Linked DNA regions of Oryctolagus cuniculus: region 2 is linked to region 1. The links are chromatin contacts, called in public Micro-C maps. All regions are on one chromosome and are shown on one strand. Each heading gives the region's core, a stretch centred on a gene start, on an enhancer-like site or on the middle of the called end of the contact. The rest is flanking DNA. Distances are from core to core; before and after follow the strand shown.

The links. A called contact is a pair of places that touch in the nucleus more often than the background predicts.
Region 2: a contact with region 1 is called in a Micro-C map of ear pinna, with 6 times the contacts expected there. The contact joins the promoter of LAMP2 here to the promoter of ZBTB33 in region 1. A contact is called at or near these places in 2 of 6 Hi-C or Micro-C datasets (ear pinna and an unstated tissue).

Annotation. Positions count from the first base shown.
Region 1 is chrX:97,955,798-97,960,776 of mOryCun1.1, reverse strand. ZBTB33 (zinc finger and BTB domain containing 33) reads right to left here and starts at 2,927. Exons shown (of 2, transcript XM_002720400.5): 1 at 2,610-2,927.
Region 2 is chrX:98,203,435-98,208,413 of mOryCun1.1, reverse strand. LAMP2 (lysosomal associated membrane protein 2) reads left to right here and starts at 2,474. Exons shown (of 9, transcript XM_008273154.4): 1 at 2,474-2,768. The coding sequence starts at 2,570.

The DNA.
Region 1 (4,979 bases), core at 1,678-4,177:
CTTTATCATTCAGAATTTAAGCTATGAAATCATTAGTTTATTCAGATTTTAAATGAAATGTGGCATAACTTTTTGGCTTTTTTAGAAATTGTTCATACAAGCTGGCTTTTAGACCACGTATCAAAACTCATATCCCTGCTAAGAAGAGTCAAGTGAGAATGATTTTTTTAAAAATTTACAGAGATACAGAGATAAAGATATAGAGAGTGACAGGTGGTTTACTTCCTTAAATGCAACAGCTGAGGTTGGGCCAGACCAAAGTCAGGAGCCAGGAACTCCATCCACATCTCCCACATGGGTGGCATGGATCCAAGTACTTGAGCCATTACCTGCTGGTACACATCAGCAGGAATCAGGAGTGGAGCTGGGACTCAAACCCAGGCACTCCAATATGGGATACAGGCATCCTGAGGGACGTCTTAACCAAAAATACCCACCCTCTGAAGCTACCTTTAAAACACTATGCCAATAGGAACAATAATCTCATTGTCACCTTCCTTTGAATCCCAGATACATACATTTCCAATAACTACTTTTTAAAGATAAGAATTTTCTTAGTCCCTAATTTGGGTTTTCTCCTCAAGAAGAGATGAAAAGTTAATTTTTATCTTAAAAGTGTTTTAAGGAAAAGCTTCACCATGAACGCACAAGTTCATCTGTAAATAAAAGGTTGGTATCCAACAATGAGTCTGATATACACTTTCTAAATTTTTACTCCTATCTTTAAGATCATATTCAAAAATTACTCCCTGAAGCCAAAGACATTTACAAATACTGACAATTATCTCTCAACTTCCCGTATTTCTGCTCTTATTTAATTTGGAGTGCCTATTCTTGAAAATTGTTAAACATCTTTCCTCTTTCTTCATCTCTTTGACCCCTCCCCTCACCTCTCCACCTTTACAATTTCTAGACATAGAATGTTAAACAGAGTGCCAAGAGAAGTCAACAGATGCTATTATTCAAAAAAAGACAAAGGAAAAGGAAAGTTTACCATTTCCTAAGGCTATTTGCATGAAAACATGAAAGATTCCATTTTGTTGGTAAAGAATTATGTGTATTAGACCTTTAGTCACATCAACTGACTTAATGAAAATACAATAGAGCAGACATTATTCTAGAAAGTCAGAGGTGTCAGTAAATCACATTGCGGTGCCCCACCCCCCAAATACAATTTTTTTTTGTACTTCACATAAGATATTCCCCATAACAATGCCAGAATCAAAAAACCAACACTCACACATATTAAAAATACATATATGTATATATAGTATACTAATAATTAGCTGATAAGCACCATCAGTAAATAAATATTTCTTGTAAATATGATTTCTCTCTAAAGTTACCAAAAGACTTGAACTGTCACAGTGCTTAAGTTGGATACACATAGGAGACAGAATGCATCAAATGCCTTTTAAATTTCTTAAAATTAGAGCTTAAGAACTAAAAGCAAGAAAAAGTCTAAAAATCAAGCATTTAAAACATCATCTGTTAGGAGGTGTTGCCTGTTAAAAGTACCAAGAAATTTCAGGTTATGAAAAAGGCATTCATCAGAAAGGGCGACCTTTGGACAGCGTGCCAACAATCAGGCCTCCCGAAATACGGGGTTTCGCCAGAAGTCACTTTTAAGTGTAGAGACTGGTTTTCTGAATGCTGATCCACAATTTTTTCTATTTGCAAATGGGCTTTTCCAGTGTGGGAATGCGTCAAACGTATGCGTCCAGGTGACACCAGGACTTGGTTTCATCTTGTTTACGTGTTCCCCTCCTCCTTGTCAGGGTGGGCCCAGGGACAGCACCAGTTCCTCTTAGCAACCCACACCTTCCTGAAAATTTGCGACCTATGGAAAGCCACTCCTTGAGACAAATCCTTGACCAAGGGCTGGTTCGGAGGGGCTGGTGAAGGTGGAAAAGAGATAAAAAAGCCAGCCGCGAGGAAGTGAAACAAACCGACACGCGGTTCCCTGCAGCAGCTGAACACCTCCCTCCCCTCCATCTCTCTCGTTCCACCCCCGTCCTCTCCATTTGTACCCTGCCGGCTGCAACCGAGGTTTTTAAAGCCAATGCACGTGAAAAGCTAGCGTCTTGCAAATCCAAATGGCAGATTGAAACGGCGGGAGGAATAAGGGGTGCCAAGGAAAGTACAAAGTGGCGAATAGCAGGGTGCGGCGTTGGGGGGTTGCAGGATGAAGCGAAGCAGGCGGCATTGTTATGCCCCGAGAAAGAGCCGAAAGGGGAAGGTGGGCCTGGCAGAAAAGCTACGAATCAAAGTAGGGGCTAGGCAGAGAAAAAGGGGCCCAAAAAGGAAAGCACAGGAACGAGGGGAAAGCCCAGAAGGTCTTGGTGTTGGGCTCCCCACAGCCCCAGGGCCTACCCGGGACATAAACAGCCCCTTGGCCCCTGTCGACGAATCGGAGGGCGCCGCGGCGCTCTCGGTTCGTCCCCTTCTTCATTTCCGAGCCCGCACAAACAAAGAACCGGAGGAGCAGAGGCTCCGACTCTGTCGCTTCCTGGTTCAAGTAAGGCGACCGCAAACGCAGGCGCGGCCCAGGAACAGAGGAGGCAAGCGCACTCCCTCGCCCCCTCCCCGGATCGAGGCCGCGTCCTTACCTGCTTCCCGGCGCCGGCGCCGCCGCTTCTCCTCCTCCGGCCACGGAAGTGTGGGAGGCCTCCAACAAGAAGAAGCCGGACTCCCCGGCGATCCTACTCCTTTAAACGTCGCTCCAGTCTTGGACGACGTCCGCGCAGCTGCCGCCTCCTGCCGCCACCGCTGCTACAGCTGCCCCACGCCGCCGACAGAGGGCACAGCGATAGGGTGAAGGCCTTAAATCCCAATGGCCCCTCCTCTTCCGAGTGCAGTCCGTGGCTGTCCGGAAGGGCCGGAACCCTAGGCGCCCTACTCTGCCTCGGCTTTTTCCGTAAGGGGGCGGAGAGAGACTGGGAAGCTCTAGAAGTGTTCGGCTATTTCCGGAGAGCGAAAGGGTGGGAAAAAGCAAAGGGAAAGATCGGGTAATTCAGTCAGAACTGTTGGGGTGGAAAGGAAGCAAGTCAGTTTCCTTTAAATTCAGTATATACTTCTAGGGAATAACAAATTTTAGAGACTATAACTGCAACTTTGAATATGCTTTATTAGCCTATTATATGATAAATCATCTTAATTTTACTATTTTCAAAGATGTACTTATTTATTTGAAGGGAAGCATTACATAGAGGAGAGGGAAGAGGCAAACAGATCTTCCATCCGCTGGTTCACTCCCCAGATAGCTGCAGGGGTGTGGGGAGGTGAGGGGCAGGGGGTAGCTAGGAGTTCACTAGGAACTCCACTTGAGTCTTCCACATGGTGGCAGAGGACTAATGACTTGGGCCATCTGCTGCTGCATTCCCAGGTTCACCAGCAGGGAGCTGGGTCGGAAGTGGAGCAGCCAGGACTTTAACCAGAAGTTGTGAGTTGCAGAATTTTAAAAAACTTGGCAATACACTGTAGCTCAGTACCATGTTGAATCAAGCAACAGGATAAGTGAGTGGAGGGCAGAATATTTCTCTTTAGGTTCTTTATAGATCATACCCAAATAAAGAGGCAAATAGTAATTTTCATCTGCAACTATTAAAGCCATTCACTAACTTCATTTTCTTCCTAAAAATATGTATAATATTGGGGATTGCAGGGGCCCCCAGAAAGGAAAGAAAAAGATCAAAGAAAAAACACAGTGCAATTTTCTTGGAGCCCTGAGGGAGGGGGACATGGGAGACAGGGGAAACATTTACAATGAAAACTTGAGTGGCTTCACAGACCAGACTGAGAACTATGCACACTTCCATGCAAAAAAGGTTACTCCAATGTCAGTTCTCTTATTCGTGTAGCATGCCTCATTAGCACATAAATTGATCAATCAGGAAGAACTTCCTGCTTTAGAAACACATAAAAGTCCAAGTTAGGCAATGGCAATGTTGAGCAGGCAGCCCTCCATGACAGACCTCCCTGGCTGCCAGGGAGAGAGAATGTCACTCACTAACTCAGCACAGAAGAGAAGCAGCAGCTCAAAAGGTGGCAGAAGTCCACCAACCTGGCAGAGAGGAGAGAGCTGTGCTGCCCAACACAAAGTGCTGTGCTACCCCCAGAAGAATCCAGCAAGAAGAACTTGCCATATATCTCAAGACAAGATGAAGACCTAAGTGACTAGGAGTTGTAGACTGCTCCTGCCATTGCTCCTGTAACACTGACTCCATAACTCCTGCAGCATATTTGGAGTCTCACCTGGAATTGCTGGAGGGGTGAGTGAAAAAGCAGGCTAAGACATAGTTGCTAATCCTTACCTGTTGATTGATCTATTCTGGCCTCTTGAATGGTTAAGTTGTACTCCTCAGAAAGAGACCAATCAGAGAATCTATTTGTTTATAAAAGAGCCAGCACTTGCAGGTTCTATGGGCAACTCCTCCCTTGGAGTTCCCCTCCTGACTGCTATGGCAGGACCTTTTAATAAATCTCAATGCACTAAAAAAAAAAAAAATCTCAATGCACTTACTGTCCCTGTTTATGTGGAAATTTTTCATTGTCTTGCAACAATATTGCTTTAGTTTCCAAAAACTTGAATTTGTGCCTATTTATGTCACTTGAAATTCTTATGCTTCTTGCCTTCAAAAATCTTGCTGAAAATGTCTCAGTATATTCCAGAGTGAAACAAATTATATGGATGTCATCAGATGGGCATCCCTGATTAACATCTCAAATAACCACAACTGCTAAGGCAGGGCTGGTCCAAAGCTGGGAGATGGGAACTCAACCTAGGTCTCCCATGTGAGTAGCAGGGGCCTGGTTACTTGAACCATAACATCACCTGCTTCCTCCTGGGGTGTACATTAGCAGGAAGCTGGAACTAGAACCTGAGCACTTATATGGGATGCAGGCTTCCCACAAAGTGCCTGAACTACTAGGCCAAACACCTGCCCCCCAACTAACAGATTTTAAAGAATCTATGGGGC
Region 2 (4,979 bases), core at 1,225-3,724, 250 kb before region 1:
TTGAGAAAAATACCATGTCCAGATCTGACTCCAGAATAATAGCATCAGAATCTCCCCTTCCCTCCCTGGTGCAGGGACTGGGTAGGGACATTTGTATTTTGAAAGTGTCTCAAATGTATAGATTGAGCAACACAGTTATAACTTTACTATTTCATTTTTAAAAAGACTTATTTTATATATTTGAAAGACAGTTACAGAGAGAGGTAGAGGCAGAGAGAGAGAGCAGTCTTCCATCTGCTGGTTCATTCCCATCAAATGGCTGTAACGGCCGGAGCTGGGCTGATCCAAAGCCAGGAGCCAGGAACTTCTTCCAGATCTCTCACATGGGTGCAGGGGCCCAAGCACTTGTAGAAACTGCTTTCCCAGGCGCACTAGCAGAGATCTGGATCAGAAGTGGAGCAGCCAGGACTTGAACCGGCACTCATATGGGATGCCGATGCTGCAGGATGGGGCTTTAACCCACTCTTCCCTAGCGCCAGTCCTGTCACTATTTCATTTTAAGATCAGAATAAAGAAACTGAGATGAAGTGACTTGACAAACATCAAAGTCTCACACCTTACTCCTCTGACAATTCAATGTTTTTTTTTTTTTTTTCCTACTGACCTCTTTTATCTCTTCTAGGATGTAGGGTTCTGCTGAACATTAAACATATGCAATTTATAGTTTAGGGAGAAGGGTCACAGTCTTTCAGTAAGGATTGGTGAGACAATTTTCTGAGGCTTCAACTCAATCGTGGTTTCTCTGAAAACCACTATACCCAGGATACATCTCCTGCCTATTCTTGATGGTGGGGCAGTCAAATTACATTTTACTATTGCAGTGACTAATACTGTAGTGTATATTAATCCTGTGTTGGGTACATCACTCATGACTTGTTTCACCTATTATAGAAGACATTCATCAACACGTGTTCTCACTTTCAGGAATTAATCAGATTAAAGCAAATGATAGTGAGGACAGACCAGTGGTTCTTAATATTTGAGTTGGCAAGGGGAGTAGAGTGGGGACTCAGAGGTTCCATTTCATAACTAGTGAAAACTATAAACTTCCCCAGGAAAATACACATATATAAATATTTCATGTAATTACTGAGGATTCATAACACTTTCTCCACCCTCAAAGGTCATTCATAAAAGATTAAGATATCCTGCACTAAATGATTCTGAAGTTCTATGTTAGTGTTTCTCAAAGTTTGATCCATGGACTCCAGCACCAGAATCACTTGGAATATTTGTTTACAAAAATAACAGATTTGTGGGATTGCCACAGATTTACCCTTTCAGAATTTTTGGAGAATGAGTTTCAGGAATATGTTTTTAAAATCCCCAGATGATTCTTTGGAAATTGATATTTGACAATCAATGCTTCATTCCAACTCGGGATTTTTGTGGGGTTTGAGTGCTTCTATCTATTGAATATTTTAGGTTTTGTCTGTTCATCTGTCAAGTACCAGTTTAGTATGAACTCATTAAAGTATATTTGTATAAGCATAGGAAAGACATCTGAAAGGATATGTGTGTGTGTGTGTGTGTGTGCTTGTGTATGTGTAATTTAGAAACAAATATATAAAGAATGCACACACACATATGAATGAAGGGGGAGCTTGAATTAAAAGATCATGTGCACTTTTTAAAAAAATTCATTTTATTTATTTGAAAGGCAGAATGACACAGAGAGAGAAGTCTTCCATTTGCTGGTTCACTCTCTAAGTGCCCACAACAGCTGGGGTGGGCTAGACTGAAGCCAGGAGTTAAGAGTTCATCTGGGTCTCCCACATGAATGGCAGAGGCCCAAGCACTCAAATCATTTTCCTCTGCCTTCCCTGGCACAGTAGCAGGGAGTTTCATTGGAAACGGAGCAGTGGAGAGGAGAACCAGCTATGGTCAGGTGGTGGAGTGGCATGCTGCACCTTGGCAAACCTGAACCTGTGCATTTTCCATGAGCTTTTTGAAGGCCCCTACTATAATGTTAACAGTGGTTCTCTTCGCACAGTGGGAACCTGGATGATAGTTATGTTTTCATCTTTATCCTTGTTTTATTTTTCTCATTTTTTTCTTCCTGTATTTAGTAAAGATACTTCCTGTTTTTGAGCTCAGTGTCCCAATCTGAGAAACAGGGTGTTGTTGTAACTAGGCGAACTTCAAGACCATGTCCTGCTCTGATGGTCAGTGATTTCACATTACCCCCAAGCTATCTGATCACCCTCTAGCTCTCTGGTCCTATCTAATAGCGTGAATTGCATTGGTAACAACAGCGTTTCGAGAATAATTTATTATTTTTATATGTTATGTTGAGATATGTAGGAACAGTTTTTTGACAGCAGTTATTTTCTTCTTCAAGGAGTCAGAACAGAAATAATCTACTGTCTGCAGCCCTCAAAAGTTCACTCTCTTTCCTTAGCCTGAGAAAATGCCGTCCACGCATCTCTCTTAGTAGCGTAGAAATGGTTGTGAACCAAAAAGCCAGGGCGTGGTCGCCCCGCCCACCGGCCCCTACATCACTATCCCTTTCGCTTTTTTCAAGCGCGGGGATTGGCTGAAAACAAGAAAGAACCCCGCCCCTGGTCTTATGACTCGCGCTGAAGCGGCGGCGACTCCTGGCTTTTGCTGCGCTGTGGTCAGTGGTCGGTGGTGCTCTTGCCGCAGCTGTAGCGAGTCTCTTCCTTTCTGTTGCCGCTGCTGCCGCCTCCTGCCCTCTGAAATCATGGTGCGCTCCTGTATTTTCTTGGTTCAGTGCTCGGGACTCGTTCTGCTCTGCCTGGGACTGGGTGAGTTGTTGGGCCCTCCTGATTAGTGTTCAGCCTGGGCCCGGGGCGCTGGTTCAAAGGCCACAACCTGAAAGACTGGTCCGGGAGAAGGCGGTTGAGAGGCTCCGCAGCTGACACTGGGCTGGGGTTGTTGTCCCGCGGAAGTGAGCAGTGACCTAGAGAAGGCCTGATCAAGAGATGGCAGGGAAGAAGCCACGGGGAGAGTAAGAAGGGGCAAGTACGGGGCGGGGGCGGGGAAGGGTGGACGCCGAGGGAGTCAGCAGGAAGCGTGAAGCGTAGCAGAGGTCGCATAAAGAGTGACTTGGGGAAGACCCTAAAGAAGATTTTGGGGGCGGCAGAGGTAATTAGGAGAGTCCCGATTTCCCTGGATCAGGCAAGAGTTTGGAAGTTGATGGAAAAACTATGGAGTGAGAAGGAAAATTGGTAGGGAAAGAGACTGCCTGTATGGAATAACTTGGGGGAAGAATGGGGGCTGGGAGCAGATAGGAGAGCCTTAGGGGCAGGGACAGGGTTGTGGGGTTTGTAAGTGGAAATTTATGGAGAAAGGGTGATTCAAGAGGTGAGGAATGATGCTGAATTTGAGTTTGGCAGTCGAAGTTTTCAGAGTGAAGGAACCTAAACTGGCTGAGGCAATTTTCAAGACACAACCTTTGGAAACCAATGGGGACTTTGGTGAGGAATGAATATCCATTGTGGAGGGGTTAAGGATGTCGGTGTTTATCGATTTTGCTACTTTCTCCCAGCCAGACCCTGACACCCACACCCGCAGCCAAAAAAAAAAAAAAAAATCCCGAATGTTTTAGGTGGGAGGGCCTTCCAGATGTGAGATTTGGGGGACTGGTTTTCTTCTTCCTTATGGCACAACTGGCCTGTTACCTCGTTTTTAGAAGGGGAAGGTGGGTAAGTTCGCAATTAGTGAGTTCTTACCGGGTCCCAAAATGGAAGTGTAGCTGATTGTGCTCTGCCAGGGTAGGCTGCGGGTTCCTGACGGCTTTAATGTATAAAGATGAACTTTGACCATTGTGTCTCTTCCTGACCTGATTCATCCTGTGCTTATTGCTACCCACAGGCTCTTGCTCTTTGTGACTTAATAAAAGAGCAGAAGAAACAGACCAGAGAGGGGAGGACACAGACATATTTGGGACCTGAGAAGGCAGTAGAAATATGCATATTGTCATTCGCATTTTAGTAGAATAAAATGAACATCATAGAACAGTGCGTTCTCAAGAAGAGGACATTTGGGAATATCTGGAAACATATTTGGTTGTCACAGCTGGGTGATAGTGGCATGTAGTGAGTAGAGGCCCAGGATGCTAGTCAACATTCCTACCAAGCACATGCTAGCCCCTCTCAACAAAGAATTAACTGCCTCAAATGCTAATAATGCCTGAGTTATCTAGTCCAGTGATTTGCAAGGGCCTTTTCAGGGGTTTGCCAATTCAGAACTTTTCAGAATACTACTAAGATATTTGTCCTTTTCTTGTCCTCTCACCAGTGTACAGTGGAGTTTTCTGGAGGCTAAATAGTGTGCGATGACATCACCACTCTGATGCCTCTGGTGTTCATGTGTTTTGTTAATTTCTTAATCTTAATTTCTGATATGGTAAATACTGATAGATACAACTCAGATAAGCCAAAGCTGTGTGAGGTCCTCTGTGGATAATAGAATAAAGGGATCCTGACACCAAAATGTTTGCAAGTCCCTGATCTATCCAGCTGTCCTTGGAGTGTAGAAAACCCTTGTACAGCACTTCTGAAAGGGGGCCATGAGGCTTTGCTTAAATACTTAATTCAAAGTCTTAACTGTACTGTGAAGCATTTGCTGATGGCTGACTGACCCTAAGACAGTCTTGTTTACAATAGAAAGCACCTTATCAGTGACTGGAACACATCTGACCAAGGCATCTGTTAATCAGGAGTTCTTTGCCAATTGAATCTGCACAAATACAACACAGTTATTGTTTAGAGAAAGTGAAAAAATAATAGTTGCCCTACTTGTTGCCTTTTATGCCATTTTTTTGTTTTTTAATGAAAGCTTTTTTTTAAAATGAAATCAGTGTTTGCTCATTGCAGAAATAAATAGATAAAAAAGAAGCTCAGGAAAGAACGCATCAGTTCATCTGCTAGTTTGCCGTTTATTAATTGGGGCTAACCAAATTCACCTCCTGAAAGATTTCCAAGATTTATGCCCCCAGTCTCCAAGTTTAGAAC